4 separate regions of the Mus musculus genome follow, and all the other regions are linked to region 4. Evidence: chromatin contacts called from public promoter capture Hi-C data. All regions are on one chromosome and are shown on one strand. Each heading gives the region's core, a stretch centred on a gene start, on an enhancer-like site or on the middle of the called end of the contact. The rest is flanking DNA. Distances are from core to core; before and after follow the strand shown.

Region 1 (4,889 bases), core at 1,858-4,357, 1.1 Mb after region 4:
GAAGTTTGTTTTTTTTTTTTTTTTTTTTTTTTAAAGATTTATTTATTTATTATATGTAAGTACATTGTAGCTGTCTTCAGACACTCCAGAAGAGGGAGATCTCATTACGGATGGTTGTGAGCCACCATGTGGTTGCTGGGATTTGAACTCTGGACCTTCGGAAGAGCAGTCGGGTGCTCTTACCCACTGAGCCATCTCACCAGCCCAAGTTTGTTTTTTATAGAGAGAAAAGATCTAAGGAAAGTTGAAACAAAAACAGAAAGTTAAGTCCCTCCTGTCTAAATTATTTCCTTTCTTTTCTAGTCACTGTTCTATTGGAGTCTGGGGAGTTGTAGTCTCCTTTGGGCCTAATAACAACCATCCCTCATACAACCGCCTACACATTACAAATTCAAAACAGGTAAGAAATGTCCCTCGAGGGACAGGCTTTGGTATCTCAAATAAGATAACCACTGATATTCTCTTAATTGGTACTACATTACATGATAAGGAAATCAAGCAAAGGAACACAAGTATCTGTACACACACATGGGAAGGAGTCACTATTTGTTTGTGGTTGGTTGGTTTTCAGAGACCTGATTTCTCTGCCTAGCCTTGGTTCTCCTGGAACTCATTCTGTAGACCAGGCTTCGAACTCAAACTCAAGAGATCTGTCTGCCTCTGCCTCTCAAGTGCTGGCATTAAAGGTGTGAAGGCATGTACCACCACTGCCTGGCTTCCTTTTTTCTTTTCTTTTCTTTTCTTTTCTTTTCTTTTCTTTTCTTTTCTTTTCTTTTCTTTTCTTTTCTCTTGTTTTCTGTGTGTGTGTATGTGTGTTGCTGTGTGGCTGTATGAGGCTCTGTACTCCCACCCCATGCTTGGAAGATACTGTGAAGCAGACAAGATTATCCAATCCCCTAGAACTGGGGTTACAGAGAGCTGTGTGCTGCCATGTGGGTTCTGGGATTTGAACCTGGGTCCTCTGGAAGAGCATCCAGTGCTCTCTTAACCACTGAGCAATCTCTCCAGCCCCTCTTCTCTTTTTCTTACCCCTTATGCTCAAGACCAGGTCAAAAACACTTAATGTGCATTGTCCACTGAGATGGAAAAGGGTGCCAGTGGCAAATCTATTAACCTGAGTTCAAGTCTCTGCATGGTGGAGAGAGAAAAGCGGCTCTTTAAAATTGCCCTCTAACCCCCCCCACATACACACACACACATGAGGTGTTTCATGCACATGCCCACACAGAAACACATAAATAAGTAAAAATGTAATTAAGAATGACAGAAAGAACCTGGGTGTGGTGGTGCACGCCTTTGATCTCAGCACTCAGGAGGCAGAGGCAGGCGGATTTCTGATTTCAAGGCCAGCCTGGTCTACAAAGTGAGTTCCAGGACAGCCAGGACTATACAGAGAAACCCTGTTTCAAAAAAACAAAAACAAACAAACAAAAAAAATTTAAAAAGTCAATGCCAGACAGTGGTGGCACATGCCTGTAATCCCAGCACTTGGGAGGCAGAGGCAGGCAGATTTTTGAGTTCAAGGCCAGCCTGGTCTAAAAAGTGAGTTCTAGGACAGCCAGGGCTATACAGAGAAACTCTGTCTCTGTCTCAAAAAAAAAAAAAAAAAAAAAAAAGAAAGAATGACAGAAAGGGGGCAGCTACAGTGTACTTACATATAATCAATAAATAAATCTTTTTAAAAATGACAAAAAGATATAGAAAGGGGCTGGAGAGATGGCTCAGCGGTTAAGAGCACTGCTGCTCTTCCGAAGGTCCTGAGTTCAAATCCCAGCAACCACATGGTGGCTCACAACCATCTGATGACCATTTCTGGTATGTCTGAAGACAGCTACAGTGTACTCATATAAGTAAATAAACCTTTTTTAAAAAAGGTACTTCTGAACATCTCTGAACACCATGATTCTCTCTCACTTGCTTATTCTGTCTGTCTGTCTGTCTTTATTTCTCTCTCCCTCTCATGTTCCCACTCCATTTCCCCAATAAACCTTGCCCTAGATCTGTTCCTGGCATGATGTCTTTTTTTTTTTTTTTTTGGTTTTGGTTTTTTAGAGACAGGGTTTCTCTGTGTAGTCCTGGCTGTCCTGGAACTCACTTTGTAGACCAGGCTGGCCTCGAAATCAGAAATCCGCCTGCCTCTGCCTCCTGAGTGCTGATATTAAAGGCGTGCTCCACTTATTACTCTTACTGAGGACCTGAGTTCAATTCTCAGCACCCATACTGGGCAGCTTACAACTGCTTGTACCTCCAGAACTAGGAATCTGAAGCTTTCTTCTGGCCTCCTGCAGAGGATCAGGGATTTGACACCCAGCACCTACAAGGAAGCTCACAACTGTGGGTAATTCCAGGTCCAGAGGATCTGACACTCACTTCCATCCTGACTTAGGTGGGCTCCTGCATGTACTTAGTGCACATCACCCCAGGCACACACGACAAAATAACACAACAAAAAAGACTCGCATAAAAGCTTACAAGTTAGAGATTTATGGCATATTGGCCCTTAGTAGGTTACTTTTGATTGGAAAAAAAAAAAAAGCAACAAACATTTCTCACAGTAGGTAAAAGCCATCATGGGATATTTTTCTCTTTTCTTCCTTCTCTCTCTCCCCCTCCCTTTTTTTGTTGTTTGTTTTGTTTTAAAAAATAGGGTCTTATCCAAGGCTGTCAAGGCTACAAAGGGAAACTCTTGTTTTGAAAAAACAAAACAAAACAGAGTATGTAGCCCTGGCTGGCCCGGAACTTGTTTTGTAGATAAGGGCCTCTGCCTCAGAAGGGCTGGATCACAGGTGAGCCAGCACGCCGGGTTCTCCCTGAGACTTCAAGCTCAAGATGACAAGGCAATACCTTCGTCCTACTAACCTTGGGAATCACAAGCAGAAGGCTCTGAGTCCCGCCCTTGCCCCCCAACCCCCCCCCCCCCCCACCGTAGGGAGCGCCCTGAGATCAACCTCAACCCGCTGGCCCGACACTGTCTTCCGGTTCAACCCCTTTTCCCGCCGGTTCCTATCTCCGTCGGGTACGAGGACTCTGACCCCGCCTACTGCCACGCCCCTCAATCCTAGGTGCCTGTACTCTTCTTTCGGCGCCGCAGGCCCCGCCCCCTCGCGGGAGGGCCGATGGCCACTGCTCCTCCCCGTGCTGCGCAGCTGGCCCCGCCCCGGCCCCGCCCGGCCTCTGTCGCACGCGACCCTGGCGGTGGCTGCAGCGACAGCGCTTGGCGCGCGGAGCTACAGCCATGGCAGTCGCCGTCGAGGGCGCCCGCAGGAAAGAGCGCATCCTCTGCCTGTTTGACGTGGACGGGACCCTCACGCCAGCTCGCCAGGTAAGGGCCTCGAGGTTCCAAAGCTCCCGCCCAGAGTCACGCCGGCATCCGTGACCCAGCGTGAAGCCGTCACTGCCATGTCAACGCAGACACCTGCGCGACCCTGTCGGAAACGTGGAGTGCAGTGGTACCGGCTCCTGTCACCGAGGAGATGGGACCCAGGCCCTCTCGGCCTTCCAGGCCTCAGCGCTCCCCGCGCGGGTTGGCATCCACGTTCCTGCCGGGAGCGCAGATGCTGTATCCAGCCTCCGGGAGGAGCGTCTATGGGCGATAGGGCGGGTATCCCCAGTTCCAGGCTTGCACAGGCCCAGGCTGGGCTCTGGGGTGGTCTTACCCCATTTTAGCCCTAGGATGCACAACTAGTCCGTCCTCAAGCTAGCGTGAGAACGCGGCGTTCCAGGCAGAGCTCCGTGCGCTTCTAAGCCCACGGTCGCCCTCTACTGAGGGCAAGGAAGATCTCTGAGTCTTTGCACTCTGGCGTCCATAGGCCTAAAACTGGGTTTAGCTCCTTAAGCCTCTTAGGATGTTTGTTTACCTTCCACCTGGAGTTGGAGGGAAAGAGAGCTGCTTTTCTGATGAGTTTTGGTTTTTGTTATTGGTATCCTTTTGGTTCCACCCATGTGAAGGTGAAAGGCCCCAGGGCTAGTCTGTTTACAATAGAAGCACTGTAAAAAATGGGAGTGCATTCTCCTGTCTGCACTTTATAGTTCACCCTCCAGTCTTTAGCCATACCTAGTTTTTCTCCCTTCGAGTCATCCTGGGTCGTTCTCACCCATCCTTCTACCTTTGGGATCACCGGGATGATCAGAGCAGAAATGGGGGTGGGGGGCCGAGCTACTGGGCAGAAGCCCGTGTGAACCTAAGTCTTAGCTTCCTGGTAGGCCTTCCACTCTCCAGAAGGAATCGGGCATCTTTCTTTCCATCCAGCAGAGGTGGATCAGGAAGATGCAGGATTGGAAAGGAGGTGGTCTAGCCTAGGCATGCCTGATCCTTGTGCTGCACTGACTTGGCAAGGCCTGAACAAGAACCGCCTGTCAATTTGTCTACTACTAGACAGACTTAATGCTTACTAGAAAAGCTTAATGCTTTTTTTTTTCTTCTTCTTTTTTCTTGTTTTGGTTTTTTTGAGACAGGGTTTCTCTGTATAGCCCTGGCTGCCCTGGAACTCACTCTGTAGACCAGGCTGGCCTCGAACTCAGAAATCTGCCTGCCTCTGCCTCCCAAGTGCTGGGATTAAAAGCATCCGCCACCACTGCCCTGCAGTTTAATGCTTTCCAAAGCTAATTTTTAATTATACATGTAAGTAATGAAAACTTTAAAGGCTAAAGACCACTTCGAACCTCGCCAGTATCCCAGGCCCAGCCCCCATCCTCGAGGTAGTATACTGGAGCCCCTTTATCTCAATTGCTTTGCCCACAGCACATACTAGACATGATTTTGTGAGGCTCTGTTTCTGACTTGGCATTATCCTGCTTATGGTATCCTGCAAGTTCCTTTAGACCATAAACAGCATGCTTTAAGACCTTGCCCCGTTGGAAGCACAGATCTGGCTTTATCTGTGCCCTGG
Region 2 (4,902 bases), core at 324-2,823, 1.2 Mb after region 4:
GCCACTAGGGAGCCCCCTCCCTAGCCAATAAGCATCTTCCAACCTTGTCCAGCCATCTTTCTCTAGGCCTGGGACAACTTGGCGTGTCCTCCTGGGACCCTTCGCCACTAGCTTCTGTTTGCACTAGTTTTGTCAAGGTGGGGCTGGAGAGACAAGGATAGGCAAATAGATGTTTTGGGAAAATGCAGTGTGGGGTAAGGACGGGAGGAGACACCCAGAACCTGGGCATTCATGTCCAGAGACCTCTGGGATGGAGTTGAATTTGGGAAAGAGCTCCCCCCAACCCCCACTCCCACCCTCCATCCCCACCTCCTCACTCCCATCCTTCCCAGGGAAAGGCCCTGACTGGATGGCATCTAAGCGAGCCAGTGCCAGGCTGTCGGAGAAGAGGGTGCCCACCTCCTACCAGGCACACTTCCTTCTCCCCTCCCCCAGCCCCAGCGGATGCAGCAGTTCACACTCTGGATTTATTATTGTTCTCAGTCCCGCTCTCCCTCCTCCCTGGGAAGCGCCTGCAGCCTGGCAGCCTGGCAGCCTGGCAGGAACCTGCTGTCTCCTTGTGGGTGCCAGCATGGTCCCTTATCTCCATTCAGTCTCCTTGTGCCAGGGTCAGACCACTTAGGGGCTTGATGCCAGCCAAGGCCAACCTGAGTCCTTGCATCCTACAGCAAGCAAGGGGTGTCCAGCAGCTGGTCTATCACCCCCTGTCCTACAGTGGGTTGCACCTAAGCAGAGGAGGAGGTCAGAGCTAGCCCAGCATGCGGGGGAGAGCAAAGACCCAGTGGGGTGGCATAAAGGCAAAAATAACACAGAGCCATCCCTCCAGCCAGTTGACACAATTATCTCTGCCACACTAGGGAAAAATAGAGTGAGGGAAGACAGCTGCTCTGGGTCCCTCTGCCTGCCCCAGGCGGTTCCTCCCCTCTGCTCTGGCCTCAAAACAGATTCCAGGGACAAAATCCAGCGGTGCTCCGGACTGGCCTTTTAGGGTCTGGAAGGAGTCCCGGCTTTCCCTCACCTAGTTCCCAGACCGGAGGCTGCGGCTTGGCAGGTAGCTGCTGTTACCTGCATCTCAACCCAGACGCGAGTCCCAGACACAGACATTCACACACATTCAGATGCGCGGGAGCCACTCCGCCTCAGCTCTTCTGGAGGGTCAAGGAGAGAGAAGGGAAGGGCGGTGGGCTCTACATCTCCCCCCGCATCCTCTAAGCAGAGCTGGGCTGGCTGATGTAGCGCTGCGACCTTTCCAACCTCAATCCACACATCCTTTCTTGGTACCATCAGCCCTCGGCCCCTGCCTCTGCCACAGTTTCCATCACCGGCTTCCTTCAGGTCCCTTACCTCGCCGTGGCAGCTGGGTCCAGGCACTGTCTCCTGTAGTGGGCAGCACCCGATCTCTCTGGACTGTGGAGCTGGCTCGCAGGGGTCACGTCTGGATAATGCACTCTCCGTGGCGTGTGTGTGTGTGTGTGTGTGTGTGTGTGTGTGTGGTGTGCAGGAGGCACCTCGGGCCCCTCACTCACTCACTCACTCACTCACACACGCCCTCCTGCTGACGTCAGGATGTGCTGGAGGGAGGGACTGGGATGGGAATTTGTACTCCTAGCTTAAAGGGACACTAAGCCATCTCTTCTCTGGCCCAGACACCACCTTGTGAGCCAGGCCAAGTGCTGGGTGAGTGGCTAAGCTGCGTCACTTTGAGCGTTACTGCTTCTTGTTTTGGAAAGTGGCTTTTATTGCTGGGCCAAGGTATAATTTGCTCTACCAGGTCAGGGTAGCTGCTGGGGAGTAAGAGGCAGGAAGAGCTAGAGACAGTGTGCATTCTTGGTGAGCGGGGTGCCAGGGAGTGTTTATGGTCAACGGGAGGGCCTGCAGGGTGGGAGGATGTATTCTGGAGAAAGGAGGCCAGAGAACAGAGGAGACCCTCTGGGAACAAGCCAGGTTCCTAGGGACTCCCAGACATTCCATTCCCTCTGCAGTCTGCAGCTGTGCTGAGCTCTGTCCCCTCAGATCATCTGAGATCTCCATTTGAAGAATGTGCTCAAATCTCTTTGGCACACATTAGGTCTTTGGGAGGGGCTGTGGAATCCAGGGGAAGAGAACTATAAAAGAATAATGAGTGTCTTTCTGTGTATGTTTCTTTCTTACACACACACACACACACACACACACACACACACACACACTCGCACACACATATACAGGGGGCAGTGGTGTCTGTGTGTCTGTGTGTCTGTGTGTACTTGTGGTTTAGGAGGCTTTTAGAAGTAAGGACTGACTCAGCAGATTCAGTCCAAGCAGTTTAGGTCTCTTCAGACAGTAAGACCTCAGCACACTCCCGCCCCCCAAAAAGCCGGGCAGTGGTGACACATGCCTTTAATCCCAGCACTAGGAGGCAGAGGCAGGCAGATTTCTGAGTTCGAGGCCAGCCTGGTCTACAGAGTGAGTTCCAGGACAGCCAGGGCTACACAGAGAAACCCTGTCTCGGAAAAACAAAAACAAAACAAAACAAAAAAGACCTCAGGCAAATCCCTAGGACCCCAGTGCTCCCCAAGAGGACAGTGCTCCCCAAGAGGACAGTGCTCCCCAAGAGGACAGTGCTCCCCAAGAGGACAGGTAAGGCTCAACCGTCTATGAGCTCAGGGCCAGGCTCCAGGAAACCTCTTCAAAGGGCTTCTCTGCCACCCCCCTGTCCCTCCTCAACCTCATCTTAGAGAGACATCTTCCCCAGGTGTCACTTTAGTACTACTGAGTCATGAGGAGGTGCCCTTTGTGCTGGCACAGACCTATAGGTCCCAGCCCTCAAGAGGATGAAACAAATAGATTTCAAGTTTGAGTCTACCTGGCTACCTAGAGAGGCAGTGTCTCAACAAACAAACAAACAAACAAACAGGAAAACAGACATGACAGGAGCTGGAGAGATGACTCAATGATTAAGAGCACTGGCTGCTCTTCCAGAGGGCCCAGGTTCAATTCCTAGCACCCACATGGCGACCCCCCAACTGTCTGTAACTCCAGTTCCAGGGAATCTAGCACTCTCACACAGATATAAATTCAGGCAACACACCAGTGAAACATGAAATAAATATAAGTAGGCAATTTTCAACAATTAGAAAGAAAATTAGACATGATGGGGGTAGACCTGTGATCCCAGCACCGAAGAGGCCAAAGATTGCTGTGAATTTGAGGTCAGCCTAGACTCTATGAGAAGACCCCAGTGTCCTAAAAACAAAACAAATCAAACAAACCAGTGCGCAGTAGTTACGCTGCTTTTCTGGGGAGCCTGCATGGGTCCCAGCTCCCACGTATGGCAAGTCCTAACTGCCTGCCACTCCAGCTCGAGAGGGTTCCAACTCACCTGCACATATGTGGCACGTTCTCACACAGACACACAGACATGATACACATAAACAAAAATCATTAAAAAAAAAAACAAAACTTGGAAAGACATCCACTGGAATGAAGGTAAAGGTATAGAGAAGAACGGTAAAACAAGTAAGGGAAAAACCCTAATGAGAATAGTTCAGATGGAACTCAATCTGTAGACCAGGCTGGCCTCGAACTCACAGAGATCTGCCTGCTTCTGTCTTCTGAGTGGTGGGAATGAAGGTTTGTGCTGCCACCACCTGGTGCTTTGACCATTTTTATGCATGTGACAGATCCGCTCATTTGTGTAGACCTTACTGTACTAGAGAGGAGAGGGAGGACACCAGGAAGAAGGATTTGCCTGTGTTAGTGACCTGGTTATAGGGCGTTGGGATCCAACACCACACATACCCACAAGCCCAGAAATGTTGTTGCTGTGGGTTTTTGTTTGTTTGTTTGTTTTATTTTTTAGACAGGGACACACTAGAGAGCCTTGGTTGGCCTGGAACTCATTCTGTAGACTTGGCTGGTCTTGAACTCACAGATGTGCCTGCCTCTGCCTCCAGAGTCCTGAGATTAGGGATATGCACTGTCACATATGGCCCTTCCTAGAACTTTTTGGGTCAATTATGCTCACTCTTGGCTTCTGACAGTACAGGAGACAGTACAGGGCTGCCATCTGTGTCCACAGAGACCCAGAGTGCTGCCTTTATTCTAGTTCTGTTCTGAGCACCACACTGAGGAGCCTTCCTCTCTCTTTCGCTTCCCCATTTTCCTCTTTGTCTTGTTCTCTTTTAAAAACAAGTGAATGTCAGCTTCCTTTGAGACAAGGTCTGCCTGTTGTAGCCCAGATGGGCCTCAACCTTGTGACCATCCTGCTTCAGCCTCTTAAGAGCTGGGGTCACAGGCATGTGCTAACCAGTTTCTGCCTCCCTTGTAGCCCAGGCTAGGTTTGAACTTGAGCTAGAGGATGGCTGTGACCTGCTGAGCATCTATACCCTGGATGCTGGGGTCACAAGCATGTGCTACTGTTATTGTACCTTCCCCCACATTTTATCTACCCCCCAAATTCTCTACTCCTCTATCTCTTCCTTCTTCTCTCAGGGGGCTTCATTGTCTTACAGCCTAGAAGTAATAGACTAGCAGAACAGAGACCTGAGCTAGCCTTGAACTCACTAAGTAGCCCAGGCTGGCCTTAAACTCACAGAATCAACCAAATGCATCAACCTCTACTCACAGAAGAAGGCAAGGCACTGACCTGTGGGAACAGCTTGGTGTCACATGGTGGAGTGACCCACTTCTTCCTTCTCAGTCCCAGAATTCTTATTCCATTCTGGCCCAACAGAGCCAGTGACCCAACCTGGGATCCAATATTGGTGCTCTATCTGTCTTTCCAGTAGCCTTGAACTGAGTGACCAGGGAGGGGCCAGGGAGGAGCTCTCTGAGCTCTGAGGATGACCCAGGCTTGCCTGAGCCTAGAAAGCAGTTGTGGGCAGAGGGCCTGTGCTCAGGTGGGCAGAGGTGATCCATCAG
Region 3 (4,675 bases), core at 2,074-4,573, 1.4 Mb after region 4:
AGATCCAAGTCATCTTCCTCCTCCTCTTCCATTGGCTCTGAAGATGGCGCCTCCTAGTGGGAAAACGACAAGAACGAGAAGTTACAAACTGGCTAATCCATCCAGCATGAGTTGGGGATTTGAATGTTGGTCCTCTGAAAGAGCAGCAAGAACTCTTAACTGAGCTGGGGGTGGGGGGCTGGCACGCCCCTTTAATCCCAGCAGTGAGGAGGCAGAGGCAGGTGGATCTCTGTGAGTTTGAGGCCAGCCTGGTCTAGGACAGCCAAGGCTACACAAAGAAATCATGGCATGAAAAACCAATATACGGGGCTGGTGAGATGGCTCAGTGGGTAAGGGCACCCGACTGCTCTTCCGAAGGTCCGAAGTTCAAATCCCAGCAACCACATGGTGGCTCACAACCACCCGTAATGAGATCTGATGCCCCCTTCTGGTGTATCTGAAGACAACTACAGTGTACTTACATATAATAAATAAATAAATCTTAAAAAAAAAAAAAAAAAAAAAAAGAAAAACCAATATACGGCGGTTAAGAGCACTGACTGATCTTTGGAAGGTCCTGAGTTCAAATCCCAGCAACCACATAGGGGCTCACAACCATCCATAATGAGATCTGATGCCCTCTATCCTCTTCTGGTGCGTCTGAAGACATCTACAGTGTACTTAGATATAATAATAAATAAATAAATCTAAAAACCAACATATATATATACACACACACACACACATATCTATATACATATCTATATCTCTATCTATCTATCTATATATGTATATATTCATTTAAAACATCTAGGAGACTAGGTATAAGAGGCTAGGTATTGTGGTACACACCATTAATCCTAGAACCCTGAGCTTGAAACAAGTCTGGTCTACACAGCAAGTTCCAGGTCAGCTCAGACCGCACGGTAGACCCCAACACCCCCACCTCTCTCTTCACTCTCTTTTTTCTTTTTGTTTGTTTGTTTCTTTCTTTTTTCTTTTTCTTTTTTTTTTGAAACAGGGTTTCCCTCAGTAGCCCTGGCTGTCCTGGAACTAGCTCTGTAGACCATGTTAACCTAGAATGCAGTGATCTGCCTGCCTCTGCCTCCCAAGTGTTGCGATTAAAAGTTTGCACCACCACCCTCTGGCTAGTAGATCCTCTTAAAAAAAAAAAAAAAAAAAAAAAAGAAGAAGAACAAGAAGAAAGAAAAAGGCAGGTGTGGTAGTGAACGCCTTTATTCCCAGCACTCAGGAAGCAGAGGCAGACAGATCTATGTGAGTTTGAGGCCAGCCTGGTCTACAAAACAAGTTCTCCAAAAAACAAAACAAGAAAAGAAAGAAAAGAGGACGGGAGAAATGTCTCAGCGGGTAAGAGCACTGACTGCTCTTCCGGAGGTCCTGAGTTCAAATCCCAGCAACCAGATGGTCGCTGCTCGCAACCACCTATAATGAGATATGACGCCCTCTTCTGATGCATCTGAAGTCAGCTACAGTGTACTTATGTATGATAATAAATAAATCTTTGGGCCGAGGCAAGCAGGGACTGAGCAAGCAAGGGTGACTGCAGAGAGTGGGGTTGACCAGAGAAAGCAGAGGTCCTAAAATTCCCAAAAACCACATGAAGGCTCACAACCATCTATCTGTACAGCTATAGTGTTCTCACATAAATAAATAAATAAACAAACAAACAAATAAGAAAAAAGAATGGACTGTTTCCTCCAATGACCATCTGTACAGCTATAGTGTACTCACATAAATAAATAAACAAACAAATAAGAAAAGAGAATGGACTGTTTCCTCCAATGACCACATGGCTAAGTGCAAGCTGTGGTTGGTTTGAGCCTCTGCTCAGCACCAAGACCCCTCATACTGGTAGCTTGGGTACAGAGCAAAATTCCAATTTCAAAGAACAGCATCTATTGAAAAGATACTGTTTCCACACCACTATCAGGTCAAAAAACGCTGCCAGGGATCAGAGATCTACACAATAATGTGGAAATATCCTAAGCACCTCAAAAAATTTTTACTGGGCTAGAAGGCATTTGAAACTCTTTCTTCCCTCTTCTGTATATGTACATCCAAATGATCTCAACTCAGAAACAAATTTAAGACTGCCAGGCCCTCTTGCTGCTGCCTAGACCACTGCTCCTTGCAATGTATCCAATAAACCTGTTTTCTTCCTTAAAGGAAAACAGGGAAAAGAAAAAAAGACTGAGAAAATTGAGACCCAGGCTATCCCAAGGAGGCTTTGAGTCAGATGACTAATTGTATGGTGGTATGGACCACAGCCGTGAGTTGAGCTCTGATTGAAATCAGCTACTGATCCTGGGGCAAGTCACTTAAGGTCTGTGGGACAATTTTCTCATCCACGACAGCTGTTGGCTCACAGAATGTGAGGTAGCGATGAAATGCTACATAAAAACGTACCTAGCTTGTAATAGGAAAAAACGTGCCTAGCTTGTTGGGCAAGACAGAGGTAAAGAGAATGACGCTTTGGGCCAAGGTTCAAATACGATCTCTAGTGCTTCCTAGCTGTACGATGCACAGCGAGTCAAATGCACTGCCTCGGTTTCCACCAAATAAAGACAACACCACTATTTAATAATATTTTGGGAAGGGATGATAAACGTAAAACACTCAACAGTGCTCAATAAAGCTTAGCAATTATTACCGCTAGGAAACGGCAAGAGACTTCAAATGCAAGGTGCGGTGGGTCACCGGCTGCGGTACCACGGAAAAAGCGTAACGCAGTTTTGGAAACTGACGTACTTGGTGACAACCTCTTGCACTTTGCAGCTGTGTCGACCCAGAGGGCTGTTTTAATCCCTCCCTAAAGAAGATGGCTGTGAGCGTACGGGGAGACCAGCACGTGAACGCTCCCAGCGTGGAGTAGGAATCAACTCCGATCTTCCTCCCTTCACTTCCCGCGTGGAAGGGACAGGCCGCACGATCCTAAAGCTCAGAACCATGAAACCAAGACAAAGTTCAGAGCCCAGTTTCCCTGCCCCTGGCTAGGGAGGCGTTGCCATCCTTCCTTCGTCACCAGACCAAAAGGAACCTCGGGGGCCTCTGGCCGAGGCTAAGCTCCGTACCTCAGTTTACCAATCCTGCAACTGTCCACCACTAAGACATCGCTAAAACGGCGCGTCCGCCGAGCGAGGCGTTTGGGGCTCCCCTTCCCGCTTGGGCTGAGCCCTTTCCCTCTTACCTCAGTGCCCCGCGGTTTCTCCATGATACCAAATTCAATTCCCTCAACCGTCACCAGGTGCAGGAAGCCATATTGCCCTCGCCGCTCTCCGAGAGTGTGCTCATTGGCTGCTGCGCCCGAGCTGCGGGCCAATCATGCCGCAGGAAATAGGAAGCCGGTTCCGCGCTCGCCCGCGCCCCGCCTCCATTAAGGAGGGGCTGGGTAGCCGTGAGGATTAGGGGAGTTGTAGTTTTCTCCTGGGTGCACGAAAAGGGTCGTTGCCTTAGTAATGCGAAATCTCCTGAAGGGTACTTCTAGGGTTTTGTTGTTGTTTTTTCAGAGACAGGGTTTCTCTGTATAGTCCTGGCTGTCCTAGAACTCACTCTGTAGACCAGGCTGGCCTCGAACTCAGAAATCCGCCTGCCTCTGCCTCCCAAGTGCTGGGATTAAAGGCATGCGCCACCACGCCCGGCGGGTTTTTTTGTTTTTTGTTTTTGTCCTTTCTTAGTCAAATTTCAAACCATCTGAGCACAAGGGATTGGACGTGCCAGCCCCCCCCCCACACACACAAAAATTCGCACTCTCCCCAGGGGCCCCAGACAAAAATTCACACTCTCCCCAGGTAGGAAGTAAAGGTGCTCTTGGACAGGAATGCCTAGCAGAAATGCCTAATCCCTCTTTCAATTCAGACAGGAACAGGAATATTCTTAAACTCTATGTCCGTCTGCTCGCTGGGGCTTATGAGATGGTTTAGTAGGTGAAGGATCTTGTTCCATGAGCCTTTCTACCTGAGTTCAAATCTCTGAGCCACAACATAAACCTGGAAGTCAAAAAGCTACTCACAAAGTTGTCCTGACCTTTGTGTCACGCACATAAAACAAACACACAAGCTAAATAAATAAATGGGGAAAAAAAAGCCTTGGACTGGAGAAATGGTTCAGTGGTTACTGGCCACTTTTCCAGAGGTACCAGGTTTGATTCCCAGAACCCAGAACAACTCACAAAATTCTATAAACCCAGTTATAGTGGATCCTACTTTCTCTTCTGGCCTCTGATGACGCCAAGCACTAACATGGTCCATACATATGCATTCAGCAAAACCCCCATATCCACAAATAAATTATACGGATAGATGTTATAACCTTAAATCTAGGAGAGATGACTCAGCCTGTAAGTGAGTACAGCCAGAGCATGGAAAGCTGAGTTTTGCCCCCCAGTGCATGACAGAGCATGCCTGTGATCCCAGCACTAGGTAAGCAGACACAGAAGGATTCCCATGGCCTGCTGACCAGCCAGCAGCGATACAGTGGATAGCAAGAGATTGAAGAAGACACCTGAAGTCAACGCTTTTGCCAACTGGAGTATACATGTGGATTGAGTCCCCTATAGAACTACTCCTTCCCATCCTGGGTTCTCAGGAATTGTATGGCCTTACAAGCATCTAAAGTTCAGACAGGTCTGGATTAGTTTACTTATCCTACGTGAGGGCTCCCAGACCCACTCCCAGCT
Region 4 (4,433 bases), core at 1,124-3,623:
CAGATCCCAGTACCCTCCTCCCAAGCTCTTTCCTGGGGGGGGGGGGGTGTCCCATCCCTAGTTCCTTTCCCACCATGGAGTTGAGACTCGGTCTCTAGAACTGTACGGTAAGCATTAGATGACTCTCTCACCCCTCTCCTCAGAGGGGCAGGGAAAGGCACCAGGTACCACAGTGTCAAGTTCTCTCTTTCCTACAGCTCTCCCCCCGAACTCAGGTTCCGCCTTAGGCTGACTCACCAAAACTGTGGCCCAGGAGGGTGAACTGATTCCACTTAAAGGCTGAAAACACAAAGGCAGAAAGGAGGTTTGCACAGCCCAGCCTTACTCTGTCCTTTATCCCTGTGCCCTGGGGCTTGGGACTCCCTCCAAAGACCTGCAGCAGCCCCACCCTGACCCCCACACGACCCCTGCAGGAGACCCACTAGGACCCACTAGCTTCACTGTGGGATGCTCCTAGCGGAAGAGCAGGCTCTTTTCAGGGGCCAGGAAACCGGAAGCAGAAACCCCAGGTATCCGTTCCCAGGCCAGTCCTGCCTCCCAGATACTGCATCCTACTCCTAGGATGAGAGATACTATGGGGGCTCTGGCTCACCTGTTGCCACCCTTCGGACCTCACTCACAAAATTTTGCTGGTAGTACGGGAGGCCTGGGTTGTAATGGGACGAGAGCCCGTGGCCTCCGAAATCCATAGCCATGTAACAGAAGTCTGCAGCAGGGAAGAGGAAGAGAGGGGCTCGGCATGGCTGCCGTCACCCCTCCACGGCCCTTCAGCCCACGGCCCTACCTTGGGGAAGAAGAGGAATGAGCCTGTCAAAGGAGTTGGCGTTGTCCAGCCAGCCGTGTAAGCAGAGAACTGGAGGGTTCTTCTGGGAGCCCCAGACTTTGAGAGCAATGTGGCCCCAGGGCACAGCCAACTTCAACTCTGAGTGCAAACCTGCAAGGCAGATCTGGTCTGTCAACCCCTGCATCCAGGAATCCGGCACTTCCTAAGCCCCTATGAGTGCACCAAGAGGCACAGGCGCCTGAGCTACTGGCCTATGTCTAAGCTTTAGACAGACTGATTGCCAGATAACAGGGAAAGACAGCTTGGGTCCCCTGGATGAGAAAGATCTGAATAGGTTTTTCAGGATATAGCTCATTGGTTTTTAGGGCAGAACTGGAAGGAGTAGGTTGGGGGCTGCCGGCTTGAACCCTGACACTTGTGGGCTGTATGACCTTGGCTTGCCTAAAACCTCTCCATCTTCAGTTTCCCTTTCTGTTAAACAGGAGCAAATAGAGAATAATGCCTCATAACTATATGGGACCCATTCCAAGAGCCCCTGTAGATACCTGAAACTTCAAGCAGTAACAGACCCCATACACTGAATGCTACCTATAACAATAATTATACATGCCTGTTATCCCAGCCCTTAAAAGGTAGACATGGATAGACGATAAAACATTGTCTCATAAAACTTCAAATCAACAAAATAAAACAAATATACTACAATTTGTGCAGCACTGACTCTAAAATATTATTATGAGAACCAAGTGTATTAATCACACCTATAAGCCTAGCCTAGTCCTGAGGAGGTAGAGGCAGGAGGATTTCGGCCACTTAAGGATAGGCTGGTCTAGGGAGTTCCAAGCCAGCTAAAGCTACATACAGTAAAATGGCTGAGGGTTTTAAGACACTACTCAGAGTACCATGCTGCTCAAAACTGGTCTGTGCCCTCACATTTTGGACCTTAGGAAACTGAACCCTTGGAAATCGAAACTGGGAGATCACCGTGGCCAGCTTTTCCTATACCTTCGGAGCCGATGCCAGACACTTTATACTCTATCTATCTATCTATCTATCTATCTATACACCGTGAGTTGGAGAGTTGGGCCACTGCTGTTCTCAGTGCACAGATCACGAAACTGAGGCACAGGAAAGGGAGAAGGGGAGGAAGGAGAGGGGGAGAGAGTCAGCTTGACTCCAGGGCTCCATCTGGGCCTCTTCAAGTCAGATGTGCTCCAGAGCTGACCTTCTGCTGCTGTTGGACCCAAAGAGCAACCCCAAATAGCAGCCTAGGACTCAGCGGCCATCAGGAGCCCCGAGTCTGGCTCTGCTAGATCCCAGTGCTGCCCACTGAGCCTGGGAGAGGGCGATGAGCGTCCACTCCACCAGCTCAAGTAAGCGAGTGGGAGCACTCGTCGGCCTCCCCCTTCCCACTCCAATCTAAGGGGCCCTGAGGGACATTTTCACCCATTGCTCTGGTCGGTGAGGCTGTCACTCCTCGCTGAGGAGGTCACAGGAACTGGAAGGACTCAGAAGCTCACGCCCCGCCTCTTGCGTCCCGCTCAGGACTTTCCCTCCAGGTCCTTCCCGTCCCCACCGGCTTCCGTCTCCTTAGCCCCAGTTTTAGCGCCAGCCCCGCCCCTTCAAGCGACACCGCCCACCGAGGCCCCGCCTTCCTGCGGCCGGCCCGGGACTTTCAGGAGGATCTCAGGGCTGCTCAACTCCTGGCACATTGCTGTGCTGCTACGGTGGGATGGTGTCAGAGCTAGCAGAGAAGTAAGTCTCTGGAGGACAAGCTTTGACAGGCTCAATACCTGGGCATCCCCGCATGATTACCACGAGCTAGACAAGGCCCCGGTGGCCCCACAGTGAGGAAAGCTCCCTCGAGGATCCTCTCTGATTCCCACAGAAATGAGACGACTGTTTCACAGTGTTTCATGCCTCCCCACCGTGTCCCCACGGTGGCTGCGGTCCCTCAGCAGTGCCTGGCGCTATCCAGCTTTGATAATTGATTGCACGGCCTGAATGAATAAATGAATGTATAAAGCGAGGGCTCTGGCAGAAACCATCCCCAGGCAAGGAAGGACTGAAAACAGTTTCAGTCCCGAGAAGAACTCAGAGTCAGACTGTGGGCACGGGGTGCATTCAGGAGGCTGGGAAAGGCCTGTGGGTTTTTGGAGGCCAGCCTGGAATACACTGCAGGACTCTCCAATGACCAAAACTCATCCTAAAGCTAACCCTAGCAATCCAATCACAAACATTCCTAAAATGGACACATACAAGCACTACCTTTTAAATTAAAAGCAGAAATCTTGAGCTTTTAAATTTACCAGGTGGGCTCTCTGGAACAGCGGGAGATATTCCCTATCATTGTTGTAGCTGGCGAACCACAGACCTGGGCACTGAGCGGAATCAGTGTGGTGAGTTCCCCAAAGGGGTGACAGGGCAAACCCTGAGCATCACAGGCTGTAGTAAGGGGAGGGAGGGGAGGCTGGGCAGAGCCACTGTGGAGAGAAATTTGAGGCTGAAAAATAGGCCAACGTAGATGAGGGGCTGGAAAATGGGGCCGCCTGGTTGTGACAGGACTTTTCTGAGTGGTTTCACTCAGAGGTTAGGAGCTGGGAACACACCACGCTTTTCTGTTCTATTCTTTGGTTTTTGGAGACAGGGTTCGAACTCACTCCATAGCTGAGGGTGACCTTGAATTGAGCCGCCTCCCTCCCTCTCCAGAACACTGGGGTTGCACGCCTGGTTTATGCACTGCTGGGGGTCAAACACGTGGATGCATGCATGCCAGGCAAACATTCTACCAACTGAGCTACATCCCCAGCCCTTTGAGAACACTTCTGTTGGGTCCAATCAGTGGCATCTATCGGTGGAGAACACACTTTGATTCTCGATAGATAAGGGTCTTCACTGAGTTCTGTCGGAGTACAGTCACTCAGAGCCACTGGGAACAAGACACCTACCAGGAAGCCTGGGACCTTTCCCAATCTTTCCCAGTGACACATTGTTACCAATACTTGCACTTGGCATCTCGCATTCCTTTGACCTCAAAATTCCCTTGCTTCAACCAGCCCCTCCAGCAGCCATGACCTCAGCCGGCTCCTGTCTGTCCTGCTGGTCCATGGCTACAGTCACTGTCCCTCCATTCAGTCTCATCCTCATGTTCACATCCATCTGTGTCCCATCATTTCCATCTACCTCTTCCCTTTCCGTCCCTGTGACTCCATTCTGCCCTGCTTATCCTGCGACCACAAGCTGCCACCAGCCCCTTCCCCACCTCTTATTTTACTCGTGTGAAAATCTGGGTGCCTCTCACTGCGGGCTGGGGTGGGGGTTGATCTCCTGCCGGTCTATTAGATGGTGTTGGGGGGGGGCCTTTCCCTCTCCTGTGCTATCCGTTCTCTACACCTGACTCTTGCTGTCTATATCTCTGAGCCTTTTCCCCCCCTTCCACCCTGGACAATTCCTTCCTTCTACCCTGGACAATTCTACCCTCTTTTCAAGACTTGGTTTCAAAGTCAGCTTCCCTAGAAACCCTCTCAGCCCTCACGGGTGGAAGCACCTCCTTGTTTCTGTTCACACCATTGCTACCTGCCTCTCACCCCCACGTGGCTCTAGCCGTCTCTCTCTCTCTGAATGCATGTTGGCTTCTTAAAAAGTAGGA

The links. Promoter capture Hi-C pulls out the DNA fragments that hold promoters and counts their contacts.
Region 1: a promoter capture Hi-C map of liver shows a contact between it and region 4, with 2.5 times the contacts expected there. The contact joins the promoter of Pmm1 here to the promoter of Serhl in region 4. A contact is called at or near these places in 2 of 39 promoter capture datasets (both in liver) and 1 of 115 datasets of contacts at active chromatin or transcription factors (large pre-B cells).
Region 2: a promoter capture Hi-C map of stem cell-derived epiblast-like cells shows a contact between it and region 4, with 2.5 times the contacts expected there. The contact joins the promoter of Csdc2 here to the promoter of Serhl in region 4. A contact is called at or near these places in 2 of 39 promoter capture datasets (liver and stem cell-derived epiblast-like cells).
Region 3: a contact with region 4 is called in a promoter capture Hi-C map of liver, with 2.0 times the contacts expected there. The contact joins the promoter of L3mbtl2 here to the promoter of Serhl in region 4. A contact is called at or near these places in 1 of 39 promoter capture datasets (liver) and 1 of 9 other capture datasets (adipose tissue).

The regions. Positions count from the first base shown.
Region 1 is chr15:81,959,148-81,964,036 of GRCm38.p6, reverse strand. It overlaps Pmm1 (phosphomannomutase 1), which reads left to right and starts at 3,107. Exons shown (of 8, transcript NM_013872.4): 1 at 3,107-3,322. The coding sequence starts at 3,236.
Region 2 is chr15:81,933,430-81,938,331 of GRCm38.p6, reverse strand. It overlaps Csdc2 (cold shock domain containing C2, RNA binding), which reads right to left and starts at 1,573. Exons shown (of 4, transcript NM_145473.3): 1 at 1,345-1,573.
Region 3 is chr15:81,662,537-81,667,211 of GRCm38.p6, reverse strand. L3mbtl2 (L3MBTL2 polycomb repressive complex 1 subunit) reads right to left here and starts at 3,323. Exons shown (of 17, transcript NM_145993.5): 1 at 3,188-3,323; 2 at 1-53. The coding sequence starts at 3,211.
Region 4 is chr15:83,098,145-83,102,577 of GRCm38.p6, reverse strand. Serhl (serine hydrolase-like) reads right to left here and starts at 2,373. Exons shown (of 12, transcript NM_023475.3): 1 at 2,231-2,373; 2 at 785-934; 3 at 593-706; 4 at 238-279. The coding sequence starts at 2,234.